Linked DNA regions of Gossypium hirsutum: region 1 is linked to region 2. A link is a contact called in public Hi-C data. All regions are on one chromosome and are shown on one strand. The core of a region is the stretch at or near the end of the contact, and the rest is flanking DNA. Distances in the headings are between cores, read along the strand shown. Region 1 holds the start of LOC107962321. Region 2 holds the start of LOC107962318 (ketol-acid reductoisomerase, chloroplastic).

Evidence for each region. Hi-C and Micro-C count contacts between places; a contact is called where the count stands out from the background.
Region 1: a Hi-C map of leaf shows a contact between it and region 2, with 4 times the contacts expected there. The contact joins the promoter of LOC107962321 here to the promoter of LOC107962318 in region 2. A contact is called at or near these places in 3 of 34 Hi-C or Micro-C datasets (all in leaf).

Annotation. Positions count from the first base shown.
Region 1 is chrA06:99,392,948-99,399,120 of Gossypium_hirsutum_v2.1, reverse strand. It overlaps LOC107962321, which reads left to right and starts at 1,521. Exons shown (of 1, transcript XM_041115510.1): 1 at 1,521-2,959. The coding sequence starts at 1,905. The coding sequence ends at 2,489.
Region 2 is chrA06:99,189,629-99,195,412 of Gossypium_hirsutum_v2.1, reverse strand. It overlaps LOC107962318 (ketol-acid reductoisomerase, chloroplastic), which reads right to left and starts at 2,970. Exons shown (of 10, transcript XM_016898658.2): 1 at 2,543-2,970; 2 at 2,333-2,425; 3 at 2,045-2,110; 4 at 1,825-1,965; 5 at 1,325-1,552; 6 at 1,104-1,221; 7 at 860-999; 8 at 600-767; 9 at 313-468; 10 at 1-180. The coding sequence starts at 2,830.

The DNA.
Region 1 (6,173 bases), core at 272-2,771, 210 kb before region 2:
TCATGAAATTTTAAATTCTACAATATCCCATATATCACAATTTTTTAATTGTCCTAGATATATATGTAAGAGAAATGTAGGATGAACAAAGGTCATGAGATAATTACTTATATATAAATATATAGAGAGTACAAACTTGCTAAACTTTATTATCACCATCTCTTTTAAAACAAGTGGATTAAAAATTTGTTCTTTTAGTGGTTAGTTGAAATTATATAGTCTTAAAGAATGAAAAGAATAATTATAAGACATTAAAGAAAAGAAAAAAAAAAGACAAAGAAGATTGTGACTAAATCAATCTTCAAATAAGATTTGATTTGTTTAATGTGGAGATAAAAGGGGATTTGGTCCATAACAGCACATCTTAAAAAGTACATCCTTTTTGCCAATGTGATTGATGTGTGGTTAAGGGGCCCATATATTTTCTTTTATTATATACTTAGTAATTTGTTTAATCATAATTAAGCTGATTAAAAGGGCTCTAAAAGTATATGTAAGACAGTCAAATAAGTTCTCAAAAAAAAAAAAGGTGAATGGATTTGGTGAGCTAATTTAGCAATCAAGAAGGGTTATTATTTGAAAGAAAATTTGAAAAAGCCTTCACAATTCAATGGACCCTCCTTTCTCCATACTTTCACATGTTACCCACTAACATCTACATCTGAACCATTTAATTGGTAGGGCCATGCTTGGATGGGACATGACTAACATTAAACAGTGTTTTATTAACTGTTAACCTTTGTTTAATTCTCAATGTAGTCATACTAATTTTGTTTTGGTCCCCCAAGTGAAAACGAAATTGTAAAACATCAAATCCAGCCATTTAATACCCTTTTTTAAGGGATTAACTTGAATCTTTTTTGCTTCTTGTTGGTGTCATGATCTTAGTTTTTTTTGAACCTTCATGCTTACTTACAAAAGAATGCTTGAACTAAGTGTATATGTGAAAAGTGGGAACTAAAACAATCACTCTCAAGTGAGGTCTAGAGAATTTAGGAACTGGGAATGAAGCTATATGTCGCAAATTAATCACTTGAGGAAAGGAAGAAATAAATCTGAAACCACAAAAAAGGGGTGGAAATGATAAAATAGAAGAATTCTTAAACTCTACCATCTAAAACCTCGCTTTCCAATGAAAACCACAACCCACATGATCTTGCTTGGGAATATTGGAAGATCACAATTCATAATCCCTCTTAAAAGAAGATTTCCCTAAACCCCAACTCCCCAATCTCCCTCCCTTCTCACAATGCCCAATTTTTTTGAACTCTAAACAAGGCTTCTCTCTCTCTCTCTCTCTTTATCCTAGTGGCCCCATCTAATAATAGTGGCATTTTGGGTCTTGAAAATGACACTTGTCATAAGGTGATTGAATCATGTGTCATTGGTCATCCCCTGGCAGGAGGGTCTTGTTCTGGCTTACTTGGCAGTTCCAATCATGCACTAACATGTGTCACCCATAAGCTCTCCAACCTAGCAATACTAACCCCCCCAAAATTATTGATCTTAGTGAAGGGAAGGGAGATGGGGGCCCTAAATGATGGATCCAAAAGGCAAAGTACAGAGTAAGGTGCAATTATTCATGCCATAGATTTCATCCTAAGCAAGTGAAAGGAAAAAAATTCCCTCAAAAAAGCAGAGAAAAAGGGCCAGGGGAGAGGGGGTTGGAATAGCTAATTGTGTATATAATAAAAAAACATCATTAATTTTCTTTCCTTTCTTTCTTTTGGGTGACTGATTCCCAACTCTCTTTGTGTTAGCCAAGGCTAAAGAAAAAAGAGATTTCTCTTTCTTTCTTTTTTTTTTTTTCTCTTCTTGTATTCTCTCTTTCATTACTTCATTTGCTCCCTCCTTGTTCTTCTTTTTTTCTCTATGAGAGGCCAATATAGAGAGAAAGAAGAGGCATGAAGAACACAATCCGGTGCTGCATCTCTTGCATTCTGCCCTGTGGAGCACTCGATGTGATTCGAATAGTACACTCCAATGGCCGCGTTGAAGAAATCAGTGGCTCCATCAAAGCCAGCGACATCATGAAGGCTTACCCTAAACACGTTCTAAAGAAGCCTTCCTCTTCTTCTTCCGATGATGGGATGGTCCCAAAAATCGTCATCGTCCCACCCGACGCCGAACTTCAACGTGGCAAGATTTATTTCCTAATACCACTCCCTTCAACACCCGATAAAACCCGTTCCAAAACTTCCTCAACAACCAAGAAGAAAAAAAGAGACAGGCTTGACACCACCACCAACAACAACGGCGGCGGCGCCAGTAGCAACGGCCGCAACCGCCAGCATAATCACAGCCGAAGCATGAGCAACGCCAACAAGAACAACAACACAATTTCAATGTCGAATCTTTTGATATCGGATCAGTATTTAAGTGAGATACTTTCAGAGAAACTATCAACGCAAAGGGATCGAAGAAGAGGCCGAGTTGGGGTGTGGAGACCACACTTAGAGAGCATCTCCGAATCTCCAAACGATGGATGATCATCATCCACGTCACTCTGTTATATTACTACTACTACTATTTTCTATTAGAAGTATGCCTATGGGGTTTACAATTTTCTTCAGATTTCTATCTGATTCATTTTTAGGAAAAAAAATCCGCCCTATCATCCATTAGGGTTGAAGCAACAAGCTGCTTATTTGCTTTTTTCTTTTTTATAAGTTTCCCACTTCCTTTTCTACATTTCTTTTCTGCCCTTTTATTAGTTTTTATTTTGAGTTTTGTATATATAGGCATAGAATAAAAAATAAGAATGCAATGCAAGAGAAAAAAAGAAATGAAGCTGAAATCTGGGAACTGTGGTGATGATAAATCATACAACACATGCTGTTATTGTGGGATCTTGGGTCCGGATGATTTGCCACAGTTGCCGGGTTTTTAAGTGCCAAATCTCTTGGAAGTTGTAAGTTTTTTTTTTTTGTAAATGCTGAGAGAAGGATTATTTGTGGTATTTATTTTTATTGTGTGGGGGAAGTAATTATTTGCCGGGGGAATGAAAGGGTACGATAAACAGTAAGCATAAATTTGGTATGGACTCCAATTCAAGGCATTTAAGATTATTAGAATCTTTAAAAGGGGTAAATGCAAAGGTGGTTTCTCATCGTTATGATGATGATGTGAGGACCGTCACTTTCAACCATGGATAACTTGGAAAATTTCATCAATTAATTTCTTTTTTACTAAAAATTTACTAATAATTTTAAATAAAACTTGCAATTCGGATATAACATTTAATGATTTACAATAGACTTTAAATTATTAGTTAATCATATCATATTTGAAAGCAAGAAAAAGGAAGAGGATCTCTTTAATAAAAAATTTGAAGATAGTTGCATAATTTTCTTGTGGTGGGGTGATACAAATCTTTTGTGTAAATCAACATAAAACGATATTCAAGATGGAATTAAAATGGGAAAAACTTTCAGTCAATTTTGTAATATGTATAAAAGAAATAAAAGCCAACTCAATCATTAGTTTCTATAAAAGAATGAAAAATCAAAGAGCCTATATTGATGAAAAGTGACAATTCATTGTGATGAAAGCACATGATCAAAGCTATATATGCCATGTTCCACAATCAAAACCGAAAGGAGAAGAGTTCACATGATGATCTTTAGTATGATATGCTAGAATCCATAAACATCTAGGGAGCTTGGAACCACAATGAAATATCCCCATCAACTAGAGAAATAAATAAACAAATAAAAAGAAAAAGAAATTAATTAAATCAAAGTGACTTTTGAGAGTGTAAGGAATAATAGTCCCCACGTATAAAACCTTTTTTCCACTATAGAATAATTATAATTGCAGTTGCACTAAACAAAGTGGGCTTTGGAGGGGGGCATATAAATGTCTTGTAACTTTTTCATTTTTTCTTCTTGTTGTTTTACAAGATGGATTTATTAGATGGTGAGTGCCAACAGCATCCTTTAAAGCTAATTTAACAGTAAAGTTTGACCACTACATTGGCTGGATTATTTGTTTCTTTTGCTTGAGTTTCACTTGTGCTAGCTACCTACCTACGTTCTTCATCCCCATTATTTTCCATCTTAATATATAAATATATATATATGTTTCTGAAGCTATAATTTGCAGATTTTATTTTATCTTTTAGTTTCTGGGGTTTTCGCAGTCCCACCATCTGGGGCCAACAAAAAGGTAACATAAGATAGATATCATTGTAACACTATCTATTTCAATTGGTGCCTTGGCATGACAGAGTTGCAGTTCATTTTATCTGCTTCATTCTGTAAACCTTTTTTGAAATATGTCTTTTTCCATCCTTTTTCATTGATGGTTGAATTGAACCCTTTTTTTATTTCTGAATCCTAAATAGATAAAATTATTGCCTTGTGTTCATATATTTGAATTTTTTTTTTAAAAAGGGAAGATTAACCTTGTTGTACTAGTAAAGTAAAGATAGTGATGAGACCCGCATAAGGTTGATGTTTTTGTGAAATGTGATCTCAAGTGTTAAACACTGTTTGCCGACATACATAGGATAGGAGGACAAATTATGGGACGATTGATCCATGATTGGACACAGCAGTTGAAATGCCCGGACAAGGAAGAGGGCCATACCCCCTTTATTACTACTTCAACTAGAAACATATTATTAAGCTTTTCATTACAATGTTTATAAATAAGAAATTATCGAATTTGTTTAACTCGGAGAATCAAGGTCATGCAATATTCAATGAAGAAAAAGCATTACCATATCCAAATAATTTAATTTCGTTTCCAAATCTTATGATTAGTTAAACCCTCCATATGCATCACTTTTGGTTAGACCATAAATATGTGTTATATATAAAAAAAAAGACCTGAAATTAAAAAGCAAAAAAGAAAAAAATAACAATTTAAAGCGGCGGGGGCGCCTCTCTTTGCCGCATTGTTATATAATAATGTGAAGATGGGGTGTCTATTTTATTTTTAAACTGTAAGCTGTTCATTTTCTTAGTATTTCAGCCCATGTTTTTTTTTCATTATATAAAATTTTGGATTAAAATCTTGATGGTAGATAAAATGTTCCAAATCGGGTCGTCAATCTTGTCGTCTTCCATCTTTACAAGTGGCAAATTAAGGAATGGGGGCCATTCCTTTTGCTTATAAATATACGTAGTAGCTATGTATACTGTTAATAAGAAATTTCTTTCTTCCAAACTTGGATTGGCGACTTGGGAGTTGGGACCCTACTCCAATATTTAAATTTATAATAATCAACTACTATAAAAAAAATATTATACATAATAATTTAAGGCTTCAATATTAATGGTTGACATGACTTTTAAACAACTCATTATTATTAGGCATATTAGGCTTTGTTTTGTAAGGCTTCAATACTAATTTTGAAACATTTGAATGTATCTCATCGGTATAGCTATTTATTTTTGGCATATACAGTCATCATTTTATCTTATCTTGTAAAATTTAAATTATTATATATCCTTTTCTCAATCACTTTTACATTAATTTATTTTTAATGATGAACAAAATTGAACCCACATACATCAATATTAATTCTATTTTTTAAATTAAAACAAATTAAAAAAAGATTTTTTTAAAAGAAAAAAAGAGTTAAAAATTAAAACTAAGATTTGAAGAAAAACAAGGAAAACAATAGTTAAAATTAAGGAAAATCAATGAGATGAAAGTCTTGTCAAAGTAAACTTTTTATTTGATTCAAAAGTTTGATCATTAATGTAAATATAAATTTTGATTTTGTTTAATAAGTTGGTTATAGTTGTTGACGATCGCCTAATAACCTAATCACTTCTTTCCTTCTTGATAATTAAGACAATCGTCATTAATTACTTTTTTTATTAACAAACAACCCATGATCGCTTAGAAATTTAATATATCAATATCCTTAAAAACAAAAGAGACCAAATTCTAATCGACAAACGTACAATCAAGGTTTATTTAAGTTAGATCTCATACCCGTACAATACAAATAATCATGAAGACGTAACAAATACTAGAAATCAATCGATCGACTAATTATCTAATTGACAAAGCAGTTATTTAAGCTATCAAATACCAGCCAAATATTATAACGAACTTGAATAGTTGTAATTAAATCAGAAGCGATGTAAATGCTAAAGAGAAAAAAAAAGATTAAGAACAAGTCGATCTCACAAATGTGTAAAATCAAACTTTAAATA
Region 2 (5,784 bases), core at 1,721-4,220:
GTTGTAATCAAAACGTGGAGCCCATTTTCTTGATCCCAATCGTGCGGTTGTGGAACAGTTATCAACCATGAAAGAAACTCCTCGAGCATGCATGAAGGGGTTCAAGGAATCAACAGCTTCAATCAAACTCTCATTGATGATTTCTGAGTACGAGTGGCCCTTCTTTCTCAAGACCTCGATCTGATTTTAAACGTTACAAACAATATGAAGAGTAGGAAAACAAAGCAAAATTCTTCAAGTGATTTAATTTGCCACAGAGCCCAGTAGTACATTTAATTATCATTGTCCAAAATTTAAAATGAATTTGATTACCTGTGCCATCATTAGCGCCACAAAAACCCCAGAAGTGAAAGGGCACAGTGGACCTAAATCATCTTTCGCTCTAGTTGCTCGGACACGCTCACCAACTTTCCACATCCGTGTCTGATCAATTTTACCCATAGGGAAGGCAGGTAGGCCCTCCTTTTCCTGTAAACAATTCTTAGTCAGCCATCAAGCAAGATTTTTCTTAACTGAGAACCGACTTTAAGCAATGAAAGTTTCATGGAATAAGGATGTATAACAAGCAAACTGACAAAAACACAGTGTCATAAACATACATAAAACCGACGCCCAGCCAAAACAACACTGCGAATCTCGCTTCCACTTGCAACATCTTCGTAACACTCATATAGGATTTCCATGCAAGGATAATATGAGGCACTGTAAGCGACCTCAAATCGCTTTTTGCCTTCCTCGGACAATGAGTTGTATACAGCTAGCATACCCTATGGAAACAAACACAGAAATTGGCCACAACAGGGATCTGTAAGTAAGAATTCCAAAGAGAGGAGAGAGCATAGCAAGCAACATGGATCACCTTTGTTGAAATGGTCTTTGACACAATTCCTGTTATGCACTCAACGGTGTTTTTGTAAGCCAATTCTTCACTCATTCCATCCTCCACATACCTTCTAAACAAGCATTCAACAACCCCATGAACAGCACCTAGCAAGATGCCTGCAGAAAGAAGAAACAACAACACGCTTTAGGCATTAATTTTTTTTAAACAAAAGATGAAAAATAAGCACGGTTGACAAAATAACACAAACAACTCAGCTCACCTCTCTCCCCAAAAATGTCACTTTTGTATTCCTGCTCTAATGTGGTGGCGAATGTAAAAGGAGAACCAAGGGCAACCGACCATCCCAAGGCCACATCTGTAGCTCTACCATCAACATCCTGCTCCAAATTAGACATTGTCATTTAAGCATGCTTTTTTGAAAAGGTTTAGTTTTGACATTCATTTAGACTAAGTTGAATATATGATCAAGAGATAATCAACCTGATGGACAGCAAAACTAGCATTAATTCCAGCGCCATTTATCTCTTTTCCCTGAACATAAAGTCTCCTCACAGAAGGTCCCATTCCCTTCGGGCAGACAGCAATTACACTGATGTTCTTAGGAAAATCAAGCCCCAACGATTGTAAATGGCCAAGAAGAAATCCATGGGAAAGCCCAAGGATGCTATTTGGCTTCATGTGGGAGAAGACCTTTTCATAATTATCCGCCTAGATAACATAATTCAGAAAATAAAGCTTCATAAGAACAAACCAAAAAGTGCAGAGAGCCTATGAATCATAGTGCATGTAAGTCTTAAGCATTTACAAGTTGTCACAAATCAGTCTAACAGACTTGGAAAAATTTTTCATGTGAGTCATATATTGGCATCAGAAAGATGTCTGCTATGGGCATGCAGCTTATACAATTAGCCAATGCTAACCATAACCAATAGCCAATATTTAAAACGCAGAAATAGAAAACATGAGAGCAGCTTAGCAACCTGTGCAGAATCAGAGATCAACAATAACACGAGATCACTTCCAGCAACAGTTTCCCATATGTCCCCCAGAGTTCCGTTCTCTTCAGTAAATCCTGCAGCACGGGCTTCAGCAAAGGAGCGAGAGCCTTTCCTCAACCCAATCTGTAATCATCATCAAGTAACAGTACATTTAGTCAAATCAATGAATGCAAAATAAAATGCAGTGAGAATTCGAGCTTGCCTTCACAACAATATCAGATTTTGCCTCTACAAGAGAATCCCTCAGATTCTGTGCTTGAGCTGGCCCCTAAAACCATATTTTAAACCACGTTTTAGTTAAGGGAATGTAATATTCGGATATACGATTAATGAACATTTGCAAAATAAAAACCTGAAAGACTTTCGTGGTCAATGAAAACTGAAAAGCATGCTTTTGATCTTCATAATTATGAAATGGTGGGGAAAAAGGTTTCCCTTTTGCTTTTATTTACAGGGAAAAAGAAAAGGAGAAATGTTGTAAATTAATAACCTGAGAACCCCAACCAATAACACCAATCTGTTTGATTCCCTTAAAAGCATCATCCAATAAAGGGAACAAATGCCGTCCTCCTCTCACAATGTACTGCCAAATACCCAAATCCATCAATATATATGAAAATAATCAGCAAACGGAACTGAAAAGCAAATGCAAAAGAAGAAGAAAAAGAAATGAAATGACTTAATTAGGGGGTCAGTTAACCTCTTCGTGATCAGCAAGAGAGATCTTTTCTTTCTGGAAAACGGAGGTATGGAAGTCAAGCGATGTCGTCTCAGACACTGCCGAAGGGACTGTCCCCATCTTGGCGACGATGGCGTTGGTCCTTGTAGAGACATGATGAGCTATCAGTGATTTTGGAATCGGCGAATAACGTGAGGACGATGATGATGTAAAGCGTGTTTTGAGGACGGTTGATTTGGTCGATGAAGATATCGACGGTGTAGAAAGGAGTGCGGCTTTAAAGGAAGTGGTTGTAGTGGTGGCGGCCATTGCTGAAAGACGAAAGCTGGTGTGAGAGACGGTTTCGAACTGGACTTAGGTTTATGTGCTGAGCACCAACTTTGGCTTTTTTTATAAGGGGGTGAAATGGTTGGTGAGGTTTTTGTTTTTTTCGAAGAGCATAATATGGGTTGGTGTTTTTTTTCTTTTTCATTTTAATTTAAATGGAAAATTGTTTCTGCACTGTTTGTTACAAATATGACAAAGTATTTTATATGATAAAAATAGAAAAAATAGAAAAAAATATTTGATACAATATTTTAAACTCGATAAATAAATGAAAAAATATAAGTATTTTATAAGGTATAATAAAATATTAAATAAATAAAATGAGATATATTACAGTTTTTTTATTTTATTTACGTTATTATAAAAAAGTACACAATCAATGTACTAAATGATTTAAATATATAAATAAATATAACATTGTTTACCTCCTTAATTTATTTATGGAGTAAAAAAACCGGTAAGCGGTATATTAAATAATTATCTAATATATATTAACTTATTTATTTGAAAAATAGTTTTTTTAAGTTCAAAAAAAACAATATAATTATAGTACAATTAGAAATACATGTAGGAATAATTATAGAATAGAACCAAGCTAATATAAAGTTCAAACTTACAAAGAAGTAAATAATTTAGTGACTTATCAAACTAAAATTCACATATGACAGTTACACATGATACCAACTTTTACTAATAATACCAAGATATTATTAGCCTATATTAATTAATTATGATAATTATATATTAACTAATTATGGTGAATTTATATTATGAAAATTAATTACAATAAATATAATAACTAATTATAGTGAATTTACATTAATTATGATAAATGTATTAACTATTAACTATTTGTGATATATATTAACTAATTATGGTAAATATATAATATGATACATATGTAAATTAATTATTGTGCATCTTCTCAATGACTTGTATAAATTATGGAGTAAACTACTAAACAGTCACTTTTGTTTCCTTCAGGTTATATTTTAGTCACTTATATTTGAAATGTTACGTTTTAGTCACTTATGTTAACGTGTTATAACATTTTAGGCACTGAGCTATTAATTGTCATTAATAATGTAACGGTAAGCTGACATGGCATGTTAAATCATCATTTCAAACAAAAATTTTAAGTTAAATTATACAATTAGTCCCTATATTTTATTTTCGTTTTGAGCAATTTAATTTTCTTCTTTTACGTTAAAAGAGATGAAAAAGGGAGGGAAATAGAGGGAGAAGCATAAAAGAAAGGAAAATGAAGAAAAAAAGAGAAAGTTGAAAGAACATAAAAGAAAAAAAATGCTCAAAACGAAAAAATATGGTGACTAATTGTATAATTTAACCTAAAATTTTTGTTTAAAATGATGATTTAGCGTGCCACATCAGCTTATTGTTACACTGTTAAAGAAAATTTACGGCTTAGTGACTAATATGTTACAACACGTTAACGTCAGTGACTAAAACGTAACATTTCAAACATAAGTGACTAAAATGTAACCTAAGAAAAACAAAAGTGACTATTTTGGAAGTTTACCCTAATTTAATTATAGTAGTCGATTAATGAAAGCTGCCACTAGAGATCATAAGTTCTTTTTAAATTTCTAATGTTTTTTTTATTATTTTAATAAGTGGTAGGATTTAATTTAAGTTTATTTTAAATATTAATTTTTTCTTAATTTATATTATAATAATATAAACTATTAAAATTTAAATATTACAAAAATATAATATTACTAAAACATTACAAATTTTATAATAAATAACTATAAAATATTAAAATTGATAAATATAATTTAACATGTACATTACACGAAATAAAAAATATATAGTATAAAAACTAAATTAGAATTCTGAAGTAAAGAAGGAAACAATTAACATTATATGGTAATTAAAGATCAATTAACATTATATGATAAAATATTGCAACAAAATAGTTTATATCTATTTTCTAGGGGTTTTTTAAGTTAATTTTTTTAGAGGGGAGTGATGAGTGGAACGATTCCTACGGTGGATTTCGTGGCAGGTGCTAATAACTCGGGTTAGACTAGTGGTATTGGAAGGGCCACAAAGAAAGTTCGCAATAGACCGGAAGTATAGTTAGATTTTAATGACCCGGTGTGGATAATAATAGCCAGAGGATTTAGTCAGAGATTCCGAAGGCGTCGTACAAATCAACCATCTTAGGGGTTTCCTTAGAGAAGAATAATGGTGGCTTTCTAGAAGAGGAGTTTACACTTTTGGATGGCGGCGCTGTTACTTAAGTGATTAAAGTGTTCCGTCGATTACATTCTCTAACAGAGTGTAGAAGCTTATCCAACGATGAATGACCAATACAGTTCTTGTGAAATTACTGGGGGGAAGGATTGGTTTTAATGTTTTGTTAAATAAAATCAATTTACTGTAGGATCCTCAGTGTCTGATCCAACTCATGGATCTTGAGAATAATTTTTATCTGGTTCGTTTTTAGGATGAATCTGATTATAATAAGGTATTAGTAGGAGGGTCGTGGGTAATTTTTGGCAGATACTTGACTATTCGGCCATGGTTACCGAAGTTTTCAACAAGTTAGAATGGTATTGAGTCGCATGTTGTTTGGATTAGGTTACCTGGTTTGCCTGAAATGGTATTGAGTCACAGGTTGTTTGGATTAGGTTACTTGGTTTGCGTGAAGGTTATTACTCAGATTGCCTCCTAAGGGTGATTGGTCAGACATTGGTCCGGTGGTGAAGCTAGATGTTCAAACGGATTGTGCTTGCAAGGGATGATTTGTACGGCTGGTAGTCTATGTTGATTTGAAGAAGTCGTGGTGTCAAAGGTATAAATTAATGGTCGTCTCTAATGTGTTGAATACGAAGTTTTACCAAATATATGTTTCCAATGTTGTATATACGGACATGTAGTGGACATTTTTCCTGAGATTACGACGGATT